3 separate regions of the Rattus norvegicus genome follow, and regions 1 and 3 are each linked to region 2. A link is a contact called in public Hi-C data. All regions are on one chromosome and are shown on one strand. The core of a region is the stretch at or near the end of the contact, and the rest is flanking DNA. Distances in the headings are between cores, read along the strand shown.

Region 1 (2,700 bases), core at 109-2,608, 780 kb after region 2:
ACATGGTTTTGTTTTAAAGGCTTTTCCCTAGTTTCAGTTTCTTGTGTTCCTTCTGGGGAGTTGGGAACTATGCTCGGGTCCTATGAGTGCCCTTGAAGCTCTGAGACTCTGGGGCTTTCATCTGGAGGCAGCTCTGGTAGGGAGAGAAATGGCCTCTGGGGTGTAATGTGCCCACTTGTGCTCATAACAGCTTGTTCTTGAAGTCCACACCAGTCCCTAAGTTTGCCTGGGTTTGTGTGAAATTCATTTTTCCTTCAGCCTCTCTCCAGTCCTGCGATGAACCCTTCCCGTTGACCCCACCCTTGCATTCATCCCATAGTAGCTTGAAATAGGTCCCCAAGTGGGCTGGCAACTATCCGTGAACTCCCTCCCATCCTCAGTGAGAGAGGGCCTGAACCCCACCCAGCATCCTCATGGCCAGGGAATAGCCCTTGGGCCTCCCAACTTGGCACAGGCCTCCCATCTGGACAACCCAGGGCAGCCCAGTCCTGAGCCTTGCCTTCTCCAGTGGGAAAGTTGCCCTAGTATTGCATTCTGCACGCTTGAGGCCTGAAGTTCCCTTAAGCGTTCCCAAAAGACAGATCTTGCAAGGGTGACTTCAGATTCCTGAAAAGATTAAGCAGCCCTGATGGCCGCAGCTGAGTATCTCCAGCCCAGCCCAGAGACGAGCACCAGGATCTCTCCAAACTCAGAAGATGGCAGTTTGCCTGACCAGCCTCTCCACACTGATGAGTATACCCCTACCTTACCCATGACCCTTGGAGAACCCAAAGAGATGAGATCTCTCTGGAATCCACTCTGCAGGTTGCCCTATGTTCCCATCCTGATGCCTCTGCAAACAAGGCAACCAGTCTGGGGAAAGAGAGACGACTTTCAACCAACCAGCAGGCAGAGAGCGCCACAGTCAGAAGTGCACACGACACAGGCAGGGACACACAGGACACTCCCAGCAGCAGCAAACCTAAACACAACTGAGCAGTCCATGACCTTCAGCAGGTTAAAGAAACCCAGGTCCCACAAAGGAAAGAAAGAGCAGCCGACTCTTCCAGAAACCGAAAATATGTACAGAATACTGACTGACAGGGTGATGGCAAGAGACCCTAGCTCACCTCTGCTTGAAGTATGATTCCTTCGTGCCACAAAGGAAACAAACAAGCAAAACCTCACACTTACCCTGAGCAAACCTGAAGACGTGTGTCCCTGGGCTTCTAAGCTCAATCACAATTCACCAGGATGCATATTTCTCTCTCACGCTCGCTTTCTTCCTACAACCCTCCTCCACCAAAGAGAGGAAGATCCCGGATCGGAGAGCACAGCCTCCTGTTGCAATCCTTGCTGGAAGCTGGAGCCCGGGGAACTGAGCAGCTTTTGGTGAAAAGCTGGACTCCAAACTGGACAGGGTCCAGGGGTACAGTCAGGGCTTCCTCCTGCTCCTCCTCTCGCTCCCGCCTCTCTCTCCCTCCTCCCCTGCCTTCTTCTCCTCCTCCTCTTTCTCCTTCCTTCCTCCAGACCCCTCTTCTCCCCTCCCTGCCGTAGGACGGACCCAAACTGTAAATGAAAACCAGACCTGGGGCTCTGTTGCTTCTGGCCTGCTCTGCAAGCTGATGTCACCTATGAAGGCCGTCTTTTCCCTACAAGCATTTAGTTGGACTCCTGCAAACTCCAACCCTAAGAAAGGGAAGGGGGAAAAAAAGGAAATCAACCATGAGCCAGAAGGAATTATAATTTTCAATCAGAGGTTACTGAGGCAAAACTAAAGTGTGGTAAAGATGAGAACCTCAAGAGCTAGGAAAACAGCTTTAGCCCCGTGGCTCTCAACCTTCCTAATCTGCGACTCTTTAATACATGCTGTGGTGAGCCCAACTGTAAAATCATTCCATCGCCATTTCATACCTGTAATTTTGCTACTGTCATGAATTGTAATGTAAATATCTGATATGTGACGCCTCCCCCCCCCATCGGGGTCACAACCCACAGGTTGAGAACCACTGAAGCCCATAAAATGTTTAATGCCTGAGCGAGAGGACCTGAAGTCTGTCCCCAAAATACATTTTTAAAAAAGCCAGTGTAGAGTCATCTCATCATGGAAAAGGAAGGAAAAAGCAGATCCCTGGGTCTCACTGGTCAGTAAATTTAGTCAAATCAGCGAGTTCCAAAGAAAGGCAGAGAGAAACTATCTCAACAAAGAGGAAGGAAGGAAGGAAGGAAGGAAGGAAGGAAGGAAGGAAGGAAGGAAGGAAGGAAGGGCGGGTGCTGGTAGCTCTTGCAGAGGACCCAGGTTCAGTTCCCAGTGCCCACATGGGAGCTCACAACCACCTAGGTCCAGGGGATCTGACACCCTCATCAGACCTCCAAGACCAGGCATATATGGTACACAGACATAAATGTAGGCAAAACACTCATACACATAAAGTAACGAAATTAAATTTAAATTTAAACTCATTTCCATAGCTATAAAAAGAAATAGTGAATTGACCACTTCTACCCATCACCTTTATGGGCAGGGCCTCTAGCAGGAAAAAGAATGAGTTTTGGAATTTCTCCGTGGGTATCCATGGTTTTCCACCACCATCAGAAAGAAAAACAGGAAATGCAATCTCCCCCCTCCACCCTCACCACACCCTCCCATTTCTTCTTGAAGTTTCTGAACCGAGACCTCGCTTAATAATCTCTCTTTTCAAATATCAAACCCAGCAATTA
Region 2 (2,700 bases), core at 11-2,510:
AGGATGGGGCTCTGTTTCCCAACCAGGTGTGGAAACGAACCTGTGTGGGCTTCTGCCAGAGGCTGCCACTGAAGTGATCCAAACAATCATTGTCCCCTAAGGCTGTGCCTCATCCCTTTTCTGACAGGACGCCACTTTCCACATGAGGGTTCTCCTATGAATGTGTGTGTTGGGGAGCAAGGGGCAGCTTCAGGAACTGTTGGCAGATGCCAGCGTCTCCCCAGGTTGCATTCACGTGCAGGTGGGGGTGACACGTGAAGTTTACACACCTGGAGGCATACCTGTGCACGTGGCTCATCTGTCCTACTTGTGTCTGCATCCCCAACAGGTGACATAAAACTCTTTCAGGAGAGCCAGCTTTCCAGCTGACTCTGTGGCCAGGAGGGCCTGGCAGCTGCTGATGGGGGGTGTGTGGCGAGGGGTGAGGGTAGAGTGCGGTGGGAGAGTGGGTGGTGGTGTTCTCCATGCAGGGGTGGGGTCCTTTTGAGGCAGAACGGAAAACCATGGGTAGCAGGGATAGCCAGCCAAGGGACCCGCGTAGTGTACACTGAGCAGGAATAGTAGCTCCTTGCGTCTCCTGACTCCCATTATGTTACGATAAGGTGTGAGACTCAATGTATTTTATTAGGCTGGTCCTGCGAGCGTTACACATTGAGTTTGTTGACATTAAATCTTGTGCTCCAATATATTTGCGTGTGATGCAATGTGAAATATAGTGCCTGGACATTTATACTGCCCCCAAATCACATTCACGACTTCTGACGTAATGTCAGGAGAGGCCTTAGAGCTTTCCTGCCAACAGACATAAGTTCTTAAGTCAAAGCGGGAGAGAGTTATCGAAGCAGGCGAAACAAGCTGTAATTTCTAGCTTCAGAGCGGCAAGCAGAGCACTGCCTCTTGTTGGGCTGCCCTCCTGCAGCCACCACCAAACAGAGGGAAGGGAGGGGCTTCGTGCCTCCTGCATCCCTAGGCACAGCCTAGAGCTGTGTCTGAAGGACCGTGATGGAGGGACCGTGGGGGAGATCAGGACCCAGCCACAGAAGGTAGTGTGTGAAGGAAGGCACGCAGCCACCTTAGCTTTCTCAGCTCATTGACTTCAGAGGCCATCTCTCCAGCTGGTTGCTGTAATGTGAGCTAGACCTGGAGATGGCACAGAAGCTCTCTTCCCAGCCTGCCCTTCTCTGCTGGGCCTGTACGGAAGTGAGACAAGGCTTCCCATCCTCAGCTGGGAAGGTGAAAAGCACTTTTGGTGCCAAACAGGAAATACCATCAAAGCCAGAGGGAGGCTGCTGTCCGAGCTTGTGGGAACGCCAGTCCTTACCCAGAGGCAAGATTCCATACAGGGTGATGAGCTGTCTGACGTCCAGGAGGGATGGCATGGGCTCTATGGCAACCTGACGCAGAGTCGTCCCCAGGTAGCTGTACTCACCTAGGGAGGAAGGAAACATGGATGAGTGGATGGGAGACCGTGGTGGTCTGAAAAATGAAAGGCCAGAGAATGCAAACACTACAGGGGAGAGCTACCATTGGTGGGTGTGTCTGTTCTACTCATATTTAACTGTGAACCTGACACAGCCTAGAGTCATTGCAGAGGAACGCCTTGATCAAGGATTGACCTGTTATGACAGTTGGTGTAGGAAGGCTTGGCCCATGGTGGGCGGCGCCATCCCTTGGCAGGTGGTCCTGGCTGTGTAAGAAAGCTAGCCAAGCATGGGTGAGCGAGTGAGCAAAAGCCAGAACAGAGAGCCAGGGAGCAGTGGTTCTTGCTTTGGTTTCCTGCCCTGACTCCGGTCAATGATGAATTGTGACCTGGATGCATAAATCAAATGATCGCTTTCTTCCCCAAGTTGCCTTTGGTCAGAGAGGTGTTTTTTGTCTGTTTGTTTGTTCTTTAAAATCACTGCCACAGAAAGAACCCAGGGCATCTTTTCTTAGAGAAGGTTTGAAGAAAAACCAGGCAAGAAAGCACGGCTATACCAGTTGTGATAAAAGGCAAATTACATGAACTGTTACAATCATCTCCTATGGGGGGAAAATACTGTCTGCCTCGCATGTTCCAGGGGCCTTGGCCTTGTCACTCAGAATCACTTAAAGAGAAAAAGAAAAAAAAATAACCATTGGGCTGTGTGAAGTGAGATGAAGTTCTGAGTGACGTACAAAGAAACTAAAATATTGCAGTTTTTTTTTTCAGACTCTAAAAGATTCCGTCTAACATTGGTGGAAAGTTCCACCATAAATTATTTAAGGTCCATGTGGAATGTGTGCCTGAGCAGTGCAGTGTGAAAGGAAGGGTCTGAGTCTAATTTAGGACAAATAGAAACAGCTCCTGTTGAGGGTAATATTAATTTACATTTTTATCATTTTTAAAGGGTTACCAAAGGAATAATATAGAGATAAATCTCTACAGGTTTAATTAAAGATATCAAAGGGCTTAATTGTAACTAGCCATAAATCTGAAGTGTTATTTTCTAACTCATTTAGATAAGGTCACCAAGAAAATTAGTTTGGCTGTCTCCATTTGTCACAAGGATGGACCTTTATGCACCACGATGACTCCCGTGATCTGTTTCTGAATGCACAGTGAAGATATTCCCAGACGGAGGAGGCAGGGTGTCTGATTGTCCCCTTTCCTACTTCAGGTGCTCACTGACCCTGTGTGTGCACGCGTGTGCGTGTGTGTGTGTGTGTGTGTGTGCGTGT
Region 3 (2,700 bases), core at 124-2,623, 540 kb after region 2:
GCCTGTCCTTGCCGTCTACCATTTACCATGTAAAACATTTAGGAACATGAACAATTTAGTTCTCTAACTACATAACGGTTTGGCAATGAAACAAAGCCTCACGTCTGAGACCAGTTCTGTGGCACGTGCTAAAATGTGGTCCTGATCCCACAGCCGTGGGGACACAGAGGACAGTTCAGGACTGAGATAAAACAAGAGCAGAGGTCATGCTCAGAGCTGGGCCTCTGCAGTCCTGTAGGTCCCGCTGGCTCTGATGCCTGGTGATGCAAGGTGATGCCTGGGTGTCTCTGACCTCTCACACTTTGTCCTACCCAAGACCACCTGCCCCTCAGGTCCTGTGTGGTGTCCTTGAAGCCCTGTGGTGAAAGGCAGACTCATAGGTAAGGCTGGGGACTCGCTGCACAGTTCTGCTTTGTTCACTGAGGTGAGAGACCAGTGTGGTGTTAGTGTGAGGTGGGCCCAGGTCTTCAGAGCAGATCCTCTCAGCTCCATGGACTGTGGAGCCAAGTAGCTCAGACATAGACTCTGACCGTGTCAGAGGTGCTCAGTGTGGGGAAGTTAGGGATACACTCACGGGAATGGTAGCCTCACAAAGGTAGTCCTCCCCAGAGACACCACGTAGGTCTCAAGGAAGAACCTGGCCACAAGAATTAGGGGACCCTGTGGGAGTGTCTGAGACACACCAGAAGTTAGTATTTCAAGATGAGACAAACTCCCAAACCCAAAGGACACTCACTCCACAGGCTAACAGGAGGAAACAGTAACACTGTGCTGTTTAAATGAGTTTCCAGAAGATGTTTCCAACCATCAGGTCTGAATTCCTTCCGGGCTACATGCGTCTCCCAAGTGCACTGTTTTTCCTCCCTGCTGTGTCCTCAGGGCCACACACTAGACCCTGGAAAGTCTCTGTGGTTCTTATTGTCTGAAGCCTTGGTACGTGTCTTGGTGGGACAATCAGGGACCATGGACGGGGAGGTGGCCAGCAGCATAAGCAGCAAGTGTATAGAAAGGGGGGAACTTTTGCATGAAACTCAACCCCTCCATGGGCCTGTAGTTTGAGGACTAGAACAAAGTCACAGGATGACTTGAGGTACCACAGCCTGGCTCTTACCCTCTTCTAGTGCCCTGTGTGCATGTGCACATGTATTAGTATGAGAGGATGCGTCTGAGTGCATAAGTGTGTATATACACATGTATCTGTGTCTGTACACACTCCCAGACTGAAGGTCACTCCTAAAGATGACAACTCTTCAGCCTCAGCTGAACTAGGAATCGTACCAATCAAATTTTAGGGGGAGTCTAACCGCCTTTGTCTGCCTTGCTTTTGCAAATCCAGAACTAGTCTTTCCTTGACTGATCTGTGCCTGGTCAGAGACTTTGTGATGAGCGCCACCTTGTGGTACCTTTCATATTTCCCAGGAGCAGGAAGTAATGGTCTGAGGCTGGTAGTAAAACCCATTACCAAACTCCAGCTCTTCAGCCTCTCCTCTCCTGGCCTCTCACACTTGCATACTCATGTTAAACCCACCCTATTCTGCCATCCCCACCTTAGAGCCCAGGCCCATCCCAGAGCCACCCCAGTTCCCAAGCAAAGCTGTTATAAGAGTTTACAGACAACATCTCAAACTGTAAGCTGAAATAAACCTTTTTGTCGTGATAATGTTCTCGCCTCCAGTATTTTGTTCTAGCATCAGAAAGCAAACTAAAGCAGAAGAGAAAAGACCTGTGCATCTTGTTTAAAGTGCCTCTGGGAAATCCCAAAAGACTATACAAAAGGTAAAAGTAAGAGGGACTTTACAAAAGGTAAAAAGTAAGAGGATAGTGAGTCCCTATCCTCCTGGGCAATCCACGGAAAAGGATGCTTCAGTCAGTTTCATAGAACACTCCAGACCTATAACGGGAAGGTTTGGGGTTTGAGCTAGAAGCACTATCCAGCCTTCTGCTTGCAGGTGGAGAATGGCTTCATATCGCACCCACCTCCTATATCGCTCTGTCCTGCTGAGCTCCTATTGAAAACAACCAGCTGTGATCTTCCTACTTAAAGCTCTAAGTCACGGGCGTGGGGCAGCATGAAGTGGACCACAGGACAGGAGACAGGACAGAGATGCTTGGAGCGCTGCAGTTTGCTTCTCCTGTCTTATCTCTGCAAGTGTCCTTTACTCCTCTGTCCACAAACTCATGGTAACAGCTTTGCTAGGGAATTAAACCGGGTCCCACAATCCATGGAGCTACACTTTCTCCACAGGTGCCTCCATCCCTCCAACCTCCAGCGCCCTGGGAGCCCAGGTAAGTGTGGTTGCCACAATGACAGGTGGGTATTGCTAATTCTCAAACTCCAGAATTTTACCTTGAAAGTGTTAAGGCAACTTTTAAAATGTTTTCAAATTAAAAACAGAGAGGAAGCTAAGGACAGAGAGAATCTGATTCATCCCATGGCTGTGGGGAACCTGGAGTTGTATCTAGCCCCCTTCCCTGGCTCCTGCCCCCCACACACAGGACACAGTCCCTTCCTACTTTCTATTCTGGTTTGAGCAAGGTATGGTCTCACATAGTCCAGCCTGGCCTTGAACTCACTAAGTAGCCAAGGATGAACTCACTACGTAGCCCAGGATCTTTCTGCCTTTTTTTTTTTTCAAATGTCACACACACACAGCTTAAAAAGACACCCTTTTGAGGCAACATGGAGAAAACATCATATTT

What was found. Hi-C and Micro-C count contacts between places; a contact is called where the count stands out from the background.
Region 1: a Hi-C map of the A7r5 cell line shows a contact between it and region 2, with 6 times the contacts expected there. The contact joins the promoter of Col6a3 here to the enhancer-like site in region 2. A contact is called at or near these places in 2 of 12 Hi-C or Micro-C datasets (the A7r5 cell line and Schwann cells).
Region 3: a Hi-C map of the A7r5 cell line shows a contact between it and region 2, with 10 times the contacts expected there. The contact joins two enhancer-like sites. A contact is called at or near these places in 11 of 12 Hi-C or Micro-C datasets (the A7r5 cell line, the Rat2 cell line, Schwann cells and 7 more) and 1 of 1 datasets of contacts at active chromatin or transcription factors (oligodendrocytes).

Annotation. Positions count from the first base shown.
Region 1 is chr9:98,885,600-98,888,299 of GRCr8, forward strand. It overlaps Col6a3 (collagen type VI alpha 3 chain), which reads right to left and starts at 1,359. Exons shown (of 44, transcript NM_001427497.1): 1 at 1,174-1,359.
Region 2 is chr9:98,101,196-98,103,895 of GRCr8, forward strand. It overlaps Iqca1 (IQ motif containing with AAA domain 1), which reads right to left. Exons shown (of 19, transcript XM_017596905.3): 14 at 1,322-1,429. The region is part of intron 6 of LOC102554789 (a long non-coding RNA gene); the gene reads left to right. Among named protein-coding and RNA genes, the nearest start is that of Asb18, 59 kb to the left of the region's middle. Within about 2 kb of position 1,261, at least 5 of the 93 cell types and tissues checked have an H3K27ac peak or open chromatin away from gene starts, as enhancers often do. A contact at or near this core is called in the A7r5 cell line, where this site is marked.
Region 3 is chr9:98,639,003-98,641,702 of GRCr8, forward strand. No RefSeq gene overlaps it. Among named protein-coding and RNA genes, the nearest start is that of Cops8, 15 kb to the right of the region's middle. Within about 2 kb of position 1,374, at least 8 of the 93 cell types and tissues checked have an H3K27ac peak or open chromatin away from gene starts, as enhancers often do. A contact at or near this core is called in the A7r5 cell line, where this site is marked.